Linked DNA regions of Mus musculus: all the other regions are linked to region 1. A link is a contact called in public HiChIP or PLAC-seq data. All regions are on one chromosome and are shown on one strand. Each heading gives the region's core, a stretch centred on a gene start, on an enhancer-like site or on the middle of the called end of the contact. The rest is flanking DNA. Distances are from core to core; before and after follow the strand shown. Region 1 has its middle 39 kb from the start of Gm25076. Region 2 overlaps Med13l (mediator complex subunit 13-like). Region 3 overlaps Med13l (mediator complex subunit 13-like).

Region 1 (3,565 bases), core at 329-2,828:
ATGGCCTCACAGGCATACATATATGTACCCAAGCAGAGCAGACACATGTACATTTGTATGCACACATGTTCATGCATACACACATGCATGGAGGCATACACACTTGCTTGCTTACATAAACACACATACAGGCACACATACATGTATATGCAATCATACTCATGCATACACACATGCAAGCAGGCCCACACATGCAAACAGGCCTACATACATGTGTATGCACACACACAAACAGGCGCATTCGTACAAGCAAGCACATGTACACTTGTATACAGACATGTGTATGCACACACATACACTTAGGCACACAAACACTTGTAGGCACACATGTGCATGCACACACATGCAGCCCAGCACATATATGCTTGTATGTATATGTGTATATGCGCACACATTTGCAGGTCTGGTTTGCTCACTGTGTATCACTGACTGTCTCTTTGATCACACACCCTTTCTTCTCTGAAGCGAGCCAGAGCAAGGGAGTATGCTTGGGGCCCTTCCCAGTTCATTCATCCTGGGCTCTGTGTCACCTGTCATGGCTCAGGATGCTCAGCCTTTTGGTCTCCTGATCACGGACAGGCCACCTTGCTTTCCATCACCAAAGCAGAGGTTTTGTTGATCCTCTCTCTTCTGCCTCCTTCATGAGCCTGATGATCTGAGCTGTCTAAATCCACACTGGTTATGCAGGACTTCACGGATAAAGTGCTGATGAGGCCAGGCTGACGCTGGAGAGCTGCAGCCTGGGGTGAGCGCATCTCAGGTGCAGCTGGTTAGGAATTGGACAGACCACCCCACTCCACTGACACAGCGCAGAGCAGTGCTGGGAGGCTGTGAAAGACAATCTCTCCTTCATCAGTAAGGGATTAAAAACCACTGTCCCAAGAAAGTCATCCCAAACAACAGACCACAGGGATGCTATCCAGATGGACACCCAGGGAGGTCGTGGCTCCTGGGAGATGCTTGTGTTGCAGCAGGAGAGGTCTCCAAAATGGATCTGAGAGGCTGCTGCTATTGCTGTTATTCTTTATGTGTATATGTGGATACGTGTCTGAGCACATGTGCTATGTGTGCATGTGTGTGTGCACATTTGTGTGCATGTACATGCATGCGTATGTGTGTGTGTGTGCCACAGCTCACATACAGCAGTCAGGACAACTTTCAAACCTCAGTTCTTTCATTCCACCCTGTGGGTCCTGAGGTTTGAACTCAGGTCGTAAGGCCTGACGGTATGCATCTTCTACTGCTGTCCCATCTTCCTTTTTTTGTTGTTTTTTTGTTTTTTGAGACAGGGTTTCTCTGTGTTCTCTTTAATCCCAGCACTCAGGAGGCAGAGGCAGGCGGATTTCTGAGTTTGAGGCCAGCCTGGTCTACAGAGTGAGTTCCAGGACAGCCAGGGCTATACAGAGAAACCCTGTCAAAAAAAAAAGGAAAGAAAGAAAGAAAGAAAAAAAGGCGTGCCCCACCACTGCCTGACCCATCTTGCTATTACTATTTTTAAGGTACAGTCTGATAACCTGTGTGTCCAAAGCGGGACACGCATAAACTCCTCTCTTGGGACAAGTGTAACGGACCCACAAGCCCTCCTGTGCAGGGCGGAAACTGTTGACATGGATGGATGGCACTTCCCCATTCCACCAAGCTCTAGATCCTAATTTTCAAAAATAAGTTATCATTTTTGTCGTGGCGAAGAATCTGCACATGTCCTTCTCCATGCCAGCCACCATGAACAGCAACGTCGAGTACACTCGAGGTTGCCTGAGTGTCGCTGCTGTCAGCACGGAAAGCTCTCTTCTAGAACAGAAACCCCGCACCTAGTAAAGTGCACCCCATCGTTCTCCTCCGCATCCTGCAACCAGCATCTTCCTCTGCTGTCTCTGGGAGTTTAGCCAAAGCCACAGAGGCCTCTCAGGGGCTTCCTGTGAGTGGGAACGTCCACTGTTTGTCCTCTTAGAACTGGCTCGTTTCACAAGAAATATTGCGAGGTTCTTCCATGTCCTACTGTGTGCCAGAATAACCTTCTCCTCCCGGGCTCAATGATATTCCCTTGTATGGATATTAAAATAATTCCTGCCTCAAGAGATGCAGGGAGAACAGATAGGGGAGGAAGGAATGGTCTTTTCCGAGATGGAGGGAGGGCAGAGAGAAAGAATAATTAAGTATATGCTGCTGGGTGTGGTGGCTCACACCTGTAATCCAGCACTCAGGAAGCTGAGACAGGAGGCTTGCCATGGCTAGCCTGGGCTACATAGTAAATTCCAGGACAGCCTAGGCTACTAAGTGAGACATTCCTTCTTCCTTCCTTTCTTTCTTCCTTTCTTTCCTTCTTTCTTTCTTCCTTCCTTTTTCTCTTTTCAAGATTTATTTATTTACTTTATTTATATGAATACATTGTAGCTGTCTTCAGACACACCAGAAGTGGGTATCAGATCTCATTACAGATGGCTGTGAGCCACCATGTGGGTGCTGAGAATTGAACTCAGGACCTCTGGAAGAGCAATCAGTGCTCTTAATCCTGAGCTATCTCTCCAGCCAGAGACACTGTTTCTAACACACACACACACCACATAATACCTATGGGCCTATTGTAGCAATAGCCACAGCTGAATGGCAGCTCCCTGCCAAGAAGTGAACTAAACTTTTCTCCCACCTCCTGGGTGATATTGAACAACTTCAAATTTCTTCATGTCTTGTCTCCTTTCCCCCAGGCCCCTCCTCTGTGCTGGGAGGGGGGTAACTCGGGCTTTGTCTGTCTGTCTGACTCAGAGGCTGGAAACAAATGTATAGGTATAAGGAAGCATTTAAAGGGCTTGGGAAACAATCTATAGATGCTGGGCCACCCACCAGCCCGATGCCTAGGGTGTTACTTCTGAGTCCTGAAGAAGTGTGTGTGGGGTATCCCCTACTCATCCAGAGCCATGGAAGGCAGAGAGGGTGGAGGTCCCTGTATGTCCAGGTTGGCTCCCGAGGGCCTAGTCGCCCACCAGGGACAGTAACCATCCTCTGCTTGCTCCTGAGGTACTGGTCATTGCTCCCAGTAGATGGCTATCCCCAATGATGTGTGGCCTGTTCAAGTCCTGTCACGTGAATCCTAGCTGGTGCTTTGAGCCAGGGACAGGATGCCGGCAAGACCTCCAGCTCTGTCCCTTTCGGCGGCACAGTTTAATATGCGGACACATTCCCTGCACCCCATTACGTAATGGTCTTGGTTGCAAGCGCTTACCTGTCTAGTCTGAACTCAATTAGCAAATCTTCCCTCGCTATAAATATTCATTAATGATGAAGTCAGCCAGAGCGGTGGAATCCAGAGAAGGATCATTATGAACTCTACCACAGCTTCTCCCTCCCCTGGCCTGTGGGGAAGACAAGTCAAGGGCAAGCAGGGACACACAAAGCAGGAGCTCCCGAAGGCTCAACAAGGGCTGGGGCGAGATGGCTCACTGGGTAAAATAGTTTCCATGCAACCATAAAGACCTGAATTTGAATTCCACAGAAACCATTTAAAGCCAGCCTGATCTGCACATGTGTACGCACACACGAGTACACATATATGCATGCACACATGCAC
Region 2 (3,141 bases), core at 248-2,747, 310 kb after region 1:
CTTAACCGTGTGTTGTCTGTGTCTTCTTCCCCATTACTTCAAGCAGGACAGGGTGTCTGCTGCTTCTTGCAGATGAGGGCGTGGGCAGAAGGTAGATGCCTGATGTTCTCACGCATAGCAACCCTTCTGCCCATTTTCTTAAGCAGAAATGGCCGAGGGTAGGCTTGTTCTATTAAAATTAAAGTTGCTTTTCCTGCCCATAGTAGCAAGGTTCTCTGGTTAGTGCTGTAGAACAAGAGCCAGTCCACTGCTGTAAACACCTCCGACCGACGCAGGAGGGGGCAGGGGATGGATACAGTGACTCACTGGTGGCCAGTGGATCCTTCCACAGAGAGAAGGAACACAGAGAAGAGAGTGCCAGACCAAGGCGTAGTAGACTCACCCCCAGACCTAAGCAGGAGTTAGATGACTTTTTGTGTTTCTAGGTGTGTCCCCCATGGGATGGGTGTGGATGTAGACGTTAAGGACTAAGCTTCAGCTTCCTGTGGTTTCCCTCCCTCTCACTGACTGTGACTTAGCTTTCCTAGGCTCCTTCTTGCCTCTACCCGTATTATCCAAAGCCACGCCGTGACTCACTGCTCCCTTCCTGAGCTAGCCCTGCACAGCGTTACTCTCCAGGCTTTCCATGCTGTGTGTAGGACAGGGGTTAGGAGCTGCAGCTGAAGGCTCCTCGTGAGCCCTGCCCTGCGAAGTCCTGTTGGTGTGGAGGAGCTGTTGGGCACGCAAGGTGGTGGGAACCCAGAGATACGTGTTAAGCCCTAAGTAATGTCAACAGTATCTGATGTTCTTGATACTTCCTAATTCACACTCCCCCTCTCCCCTGTGAGTAGCCTCGGTGTGCAGTGATGGGCCCAGCAGTTTATCCTGGGTGACAGAAGGTCTGTGAGAGCAGACCTCAGCACCTTCAAAGAGAAGCTGGGCCCAGGGAGGCAGACATGGGGTGTGCTGTAAATCCTGTGAGGTTGAGGCCAGGCTGTGATGCTACAGTGCAGACCCAAGGAGACACACACACACACACACACACACACACACACACACACTTGCTCACCCTCTACAGTGAGTAAAACTTTGTTAGGTTCCTGGGAAGAAGAGTGACTGCCATACTGGTCCTGTTTTGGTCCCTTGCCAGGTGCCAGGTCAGGCAGCAGGCTGTTTGTTATGTGTGTGACTCGTGCTTTCAGAGGTGTCTGTGAGTATTTTCATGTGAGCATGATAATGTTTTTAGGCTTTCTGTAAAAGAGGGTGGATTTCTGCGTGGTAAATGCCAATTTAAAGTGTTAGACTCCTTACATTAAACACCCCCAAGGTTGCTCTCTAACTCCAGCCAGCGGCGGCTGCTAAGAGCTGTTTTTGAAGCAGTTAAAGCTCCTTTTTTTTTTTTTTTTTTTGTCCCAGAAGAGCATCCCTCTGGTGGAAATGGAATAGGGCCTGTGCTAAGGGCTGAAGAATGGACAAAGAGATGGAGTCTTTATGGCAAGGAGCCCGGGGCTGCTGGCAGTTACAGATAGCTGGGCAGCACGTGGTGCTCCCGGTGCTCTTGGAGAGAGGCTGCTCTGCCTCTGCCCACTGAGCTCAGTGTGATGGAGGGAGGGAGCCTGGGCAGGCCACTGCTCAAGGATGGAAAGCGTTCCTTCTGTGCAGTTGGTTCTGACAGGGCACTGAGTTACCATTCTGCACTAAGGCTGAGACACTGCAGAGGTCATTTGGACGGCCGGGCAGGTGGCTTTGTATTAAGTACCTCTGCAGACAGCTTCAGCCAGGGGGTTTTATATTTTAGGACTACTAAACATGGTATTTTCAGGTACTTCTGAGACTTTTTCCATTTCTTGTTTGTCAACTGTCTTTCTTTGAGCTTGATGGAAAGGAAGCCCCGGTAATACTCCTACTTCCTCTATTCCAGACACTTGAGCTTTTCAGATAGTTCAAAGGCTAAAGAGCTTGTTGATGTTTTGCACTCCTCACTTCCTGCCTTTCTGCTGTGCGCTCTTGGCAGCTCCTGGCTCTCATTCTTCCCCCTCAGGAGCCTCAGTTGTGGTACCCTGGGTCTTCCCAGGGCTTCCCTGACTTCCACCTCCAGGGAAGAGGGTTGGTGTTGGGAGATTGTAAGGAACTGGGTTTTAGGAACTATGTTTTTCTGAAAAATTTCTACCTTTTTTTTTTTTTTTTTTTTTTTTTTTGCCTACTGTACATGTGCATGAGGTGTCAGATCCTCTGGAAAGAGAGTTACAGGTAGAGAGTTGTAGGTGCTGGGAATTGAACCTTGGGTGCTCTGGAGGAGCAGCCAATGTTGGTAACTGCTGAGCCATCTCTCCAGCCCTTCTCTCTTGCTTTTACCTCTTCATCTTGACTAGATTTAACAAGGCATTTAGGTAGCATTCTTGAGAGCGTTTTGGTAGAAATACTGAAAATAATTAGGTGCTGTATTTTAAGTGACTTTTAAAACAACAAACTACTGTGAAGACCTGTGGTGTTTATGCTTAAAGCCGAGCCTGTAGCTAGCAGTCACGCTGAGAAGAGGCACTGCTTTAAATCAATACGTAAAAGCACCCTCTTGGCACTGAAGAATAGAAATATGTTGCTTATTTGTCTGAAGACTGAGGTTTCTTAAGTTGTTGTCATGGCCCCTAGAGATGCAGAGTCTCGATCTTTTTACCTCTCTAGGGCAGCTGTGACCTTTGAAGAACTCTTGTCCCTTCTACATCCCAGGTTCCTAGATAAGGTCTCCAGGGTCAGAGACAGGAGCTGTGCATGGAGAAAGTGGCCGGTTCTGTTGCCCTTTTGACATATGCTTACGAAGACTAACTGGGGGTTTCATTTCTGCTATTTCTACGTTTGTGCATACATTTGGTTTCGAGCTTTCTTTTGATTATTTTAAAAATTGACCAAGTAGACGTTAAGCTTGCTTACATTTATCTTTAACACATGGCTGATACAATTACCAGAAGAGTTGAAGTATGACAACACTTCACAGGGTTTTGCACAATAGGTTAAGAAGTCTTTCAGTTTTTTCTGCCTGCCTTTTGGGAATCAAGTGCCTGTCTGTCTGTCTAAGGCCAGGGTGGCATTGCTTCTGAGACAAGTGCCTGTCTGTCTGTCTGTCTGTCTGTCTGTCTGTCTGTCTGACTATCTAAGGCCGAGGTG
Region 3 (3,289 bases), core at 496-2,995, 340 kb after region 1:
TTAGATCTGTGACTGTACATTTTGACCTTTGCCGATAGAATTTCTTCATGTCCTCTCCCCCCTCTCCCTCCCCCTCCCCTTTTCTCTCCTCAGAAAGATTTCTCTGTGTCTCTTGCCATGTAGCTTAGGCAGTCCTGGGACTCAGGGATGAAAGGGTGTGCCACCATACCTGGGTTTAGAATACTTTTTCATCAAAGAAGCAATGGGAAGATAGTACATTAAGAAATATTTGTGTCTACAGCATTTAATAGATCTGACACTTCTATGTTTAAGGCATCATTGATCTGAGCCAATTGTCTTTGAAAATAGACTTCTTCATGAAGACATTAAACACACTCCTTTTAGTAGCCAACTCCCTTCACTGACTTTGGTTGTTGTAAACCTGGTTAAGAAGTTTAGGCAGACTTCCTTGGGATTCTCCATAGGTCTAGTTTTCTTATAGCAGTTAGGTGATCCCCGTCAGGAGTGAGACAGTGCTGAGTTCCCACGAGGGGAGACTTCTGTGTACTCATTCTGACCCTCAGAATTGAGATCTAATAGGTCTCATTGGGAAGAAGAAGCAGCACATCACATAATCTCGGGTGGGGCAGCCTGAGGCCATGTGACTAGGAAGCAGGAGGCCTCTATTTGTAGTCTAGACTAGCTGGTTCAGGACAGATTATCTTTCTCCATTCTCAGAGCTTCAGTAAGGATGGAATCTACAGAGACTTCAAGTATTGGCACAGGGAGAAGACCTTACAGGTCAGGGTAGGAATATCCAGGCTTAGAGATGTTGTGTACCTGAGTTGTGAAGGTTGTGGTCAAGTGCCACAGGATTCTGACGGAGCAGCAGGCAGCATCTAGCTGTTGGCAGGGGAGACCTGAAGAAGTTGAGGCCTGCTTATGGGAGATTGGGAATGCTAGTTTGGATGGTTTAAGGCTTCCTTACCCATTGCATTCTAGAAATGTGGCTTTACAAAATGATGACAAGATGTAGATATTAACTGGAAGGAAGGGTAGAAATAGTGTGTTTTCTGCCATCTTGGATTTGCTTTCCAAGACTCTATTGTAATTAAATGTGAGTATGTTGATACTCTGGCTTACTGCATGGGAAGGTATGTTCTGGCCTTAGGCAGACAGAAGAGGACTAGACACTGGGTGGCTTGTTGCACGATATGTGAAGTTAATGTCCAGTGACATGGCCTGCATGGTCAGCCAGAAAAGAGATTTGGCTTGGGGCCATCTTGGTATTGTAGCGATCTCCACGTCTACTGGAATTCCAATTAGGTTCTTGCAGAGTTCCTTACAGTTAGAGCAGCCCTTTTGACATACGTGCTTTTCTTAAGCACATGCACTTGGGGCTTAGCTTACAGAAGGCCTAATGTAAGGGGAATGAATCCATCCAGTTCTGACGCTTCTATTGTCAGTAGTGGTTTTTGTTTTTTTTTTTTTGTAACTTTTAAATTATGACCTTGTCTGTGTTTGCATACATGCCACACCCTGATGTGGAGACCAGAGAGCAAGGGTGTGGGAACTGGCTCTCCCTTTCCTCTTCAGACTCTGTGCACCCCTGCCCTCTGGTTTTTATGGTTTGATCACTCAGTTATGAGATGCCTTTGCTTGTCACCTAGCTCTAGAGACTTAGGGGCCACGGGGAAGGAACTGTATGTAGCACGTGCAGTCTTGCGAAGCCAGGCTCAGTGTCTGTCGTGGCTTCTCTGTGTCTTCGTTACTGCTGTTGTCTTCTTTGAGTCACTTGTGTCCTTATAGCATTTCTTAGTTCCCCTTTGTCCTCAGTGCTCAGGGACTCCTTGTGGCCTGCTTCCATGCTGGGGGACTGGGTAGTGAGCTGAGAAAGTTCTCACAGACACCGACTGACAGACACCTTTAAGTTATTTGCTTGTTGAGTCACAAACTGACCTTGGGGCCTAGTGTGTTTGTGGGGCTCAGTGCTCATTGTAAATGAGGATTAGAAAGTAAGCATGAACAAGCTCTCCCTGCCCCCCATGTGTGAGGTTAAGTTAGTCGTACACTGGCGACTTAAAGCAGGCAGAAATTGTAGAGCCCTGTAGACAAGGAAGACAAGCCCTGTGAGTCAGGAAGGGAGGGCTAGCTCACCTGGGACCGCAGACTGTGAGGAGAGATGCAGAGTGGACACTGGGTGGGGGTGGGGCGGCGCTTCCATACACACTGCACGGTTCACCAGCAAGGTTGGTTGGGTGGGAGCAAAGAGAAAAGAAGTGTTCACACTACACACACGTGGGGCAAAGAGTGCGAGCGTGGGAACCCCTCACCATTCTTTCAGAAGGCTAAAATCAGCAAGTGCTACTTCTCAGACGCAAAGAGGCTAGCAGATTGGTCTGCGGGGTGGATTTCTGACGTCTCTCTCCCTGTTCACGGGCAGGCACTATGTCAATTGTGTCTTTCCAAACTGTTCCCTCTCTGAGCCAATTGTTCTCTTCATTTTATAGCAGTAGTAGAATTTCTGAAGAAGACCACCAGCATCAGCTATATAATTGGCTTTAATATATGATCTGGTATACTTCCATAATGATGCATAAAATAGAATCGTAATGATAGTGTTTGAGAATTGTTTGCACACAGTGAGAAATTCAAGAATTACTGTATTTCATTAAAGTTTTGTTCTGAACTTCCATGTGAGTGAATGAATATGTATATACATTGTGGTGTTTATGAATGAATGGAAATGAGACACTAACATTCAGATCAGTGTGAGCTGCTTGGAGTAATGCCCATCTTTTAACAGTATGTTTAATAATTCATTTATCTCAAACTACTAATGATTCGGTAGTTTCTTCTAGCAAGGGATCAACTCTTTATTTATTTATTTTTTCATTTTCAAAATATTTTTGTTTTTCAAGACAGGGTTTCTCTGTGTAGCCCTGGCTGTCCTGGAACTCACTCTGTAGACCAGGCTGGCCTTGAACTCAGAAATACCCCTGCCTCTGCCTCCCAAGTGCTGGGATTAAAGGTGTGCACCACCACTGCCCGGCAACTTTACAAATTTTTTTATGACTACAAAAATCAGTACATATGCTTGGGCATTGTAAGAGTTCACATAAGAAATGTAAGTTTCCCGTTGTTCCTGTAAAGGGACAGCCTTGTGGTTTGGTTGTTTACAGTTACGCTCTAGTAGAGAAAGGACAGTGAGCATCACTGCTGCTGTCAGTGTCACCAGCTGCCGTGTGGTGTGTGTGTGCTGAGAGCTAGAGAGAACGGGGGCCTGCACTCATCTTTATGGGTATGGCAGCGACACACACTTTAAAAATGGCTTTTGGCAGGATTAATA

Evidence for each region. HiChIP or PLAC-seq counts read pairs in DNA pulled down with a chosen protein or histone mark.
Region 2: a contact with region 1 is called in an H3K27ac HiChIP or PLAC-seq map of large pre-B cells, with 3 times the contacts expected there. The contact joins two enhancer-like sites. A contact is called at or near these places in 1 of 484 Hi-C or Micro-C datasets (bone marrow-derived macrophages), 3 of 115 datasets of contacts at active chromatin or transcription factors (craniofacial prominence, embryonic basal ganglia and large pre-B cells) and 1 of 9 other capture datasets (embryonic stem cells).
Region 3: a contact with region 1 is called in an H3K27ac HiChIP or PLAC-seq map of large pre-B cells, with 4 times the contacts expected there. The contact joins two enhancer-like sites. A contact is called at or near these places in 1 of 15 datasets of contacts at CTCF or cohesin (the NIH/3T3 cell line), 1 of 484 Hi-C or Micro-C datasets (bone marrow-derived macrophages) and 8 of 115 datasets of contacts at active chromatin or transcription factors (bone marrow-derived macrophages, craniofacial prominence, embryonic basal ganglia and 3 more).

Annotation. Positions count from the first base shown.
Region 1 is chr5:118,303,578-118,307,142 of GRCm38.p6, forward strand. No RefSeq gene overlaps it. Among named protein-coding and RNA genes, the nearest start is that of Gm25076, 39 kb to the left of the region's middle. Within about 2 kb of position 1,579, at least 8 of the 459 cell types and tissues checked have an H3K27ac peak or open chromatin away from gene starts, as enhancers often do.
Region 2 is chr5:118,612,799-118,615,939 of GRCm38.p6, forward strand. The region is part of intron 2 of Med13l (mediator complex subunit 13-like); the gene reads left to right. Among named protein-coding and RNA genes, the nearest start is that of Med13l, 54 kb to the left of the region's middle. Within about 2 kb of position 1,498, at least 136 of the 459 cell types and tissues checked have an H3K27ac peak or open chromatin away from gene starts, as enhancers often do.
Region 3 is chr5:118,645,891-118,649,179 of GRCm38.p6, forward strand. All of the region lies in intron 2 of Med13l (mediator complex subunit 13-like), which reads left to right. Among named protein-coding and RNA genes, the nearest start is that of Med13l, 87 kb to the left of the region's middle. Within about 2 kb of position 1,746, at least 47 of the 459 cell types and tissues checked have an H3K27ac peak or open chromatin away from gene starts, as enhancers often do.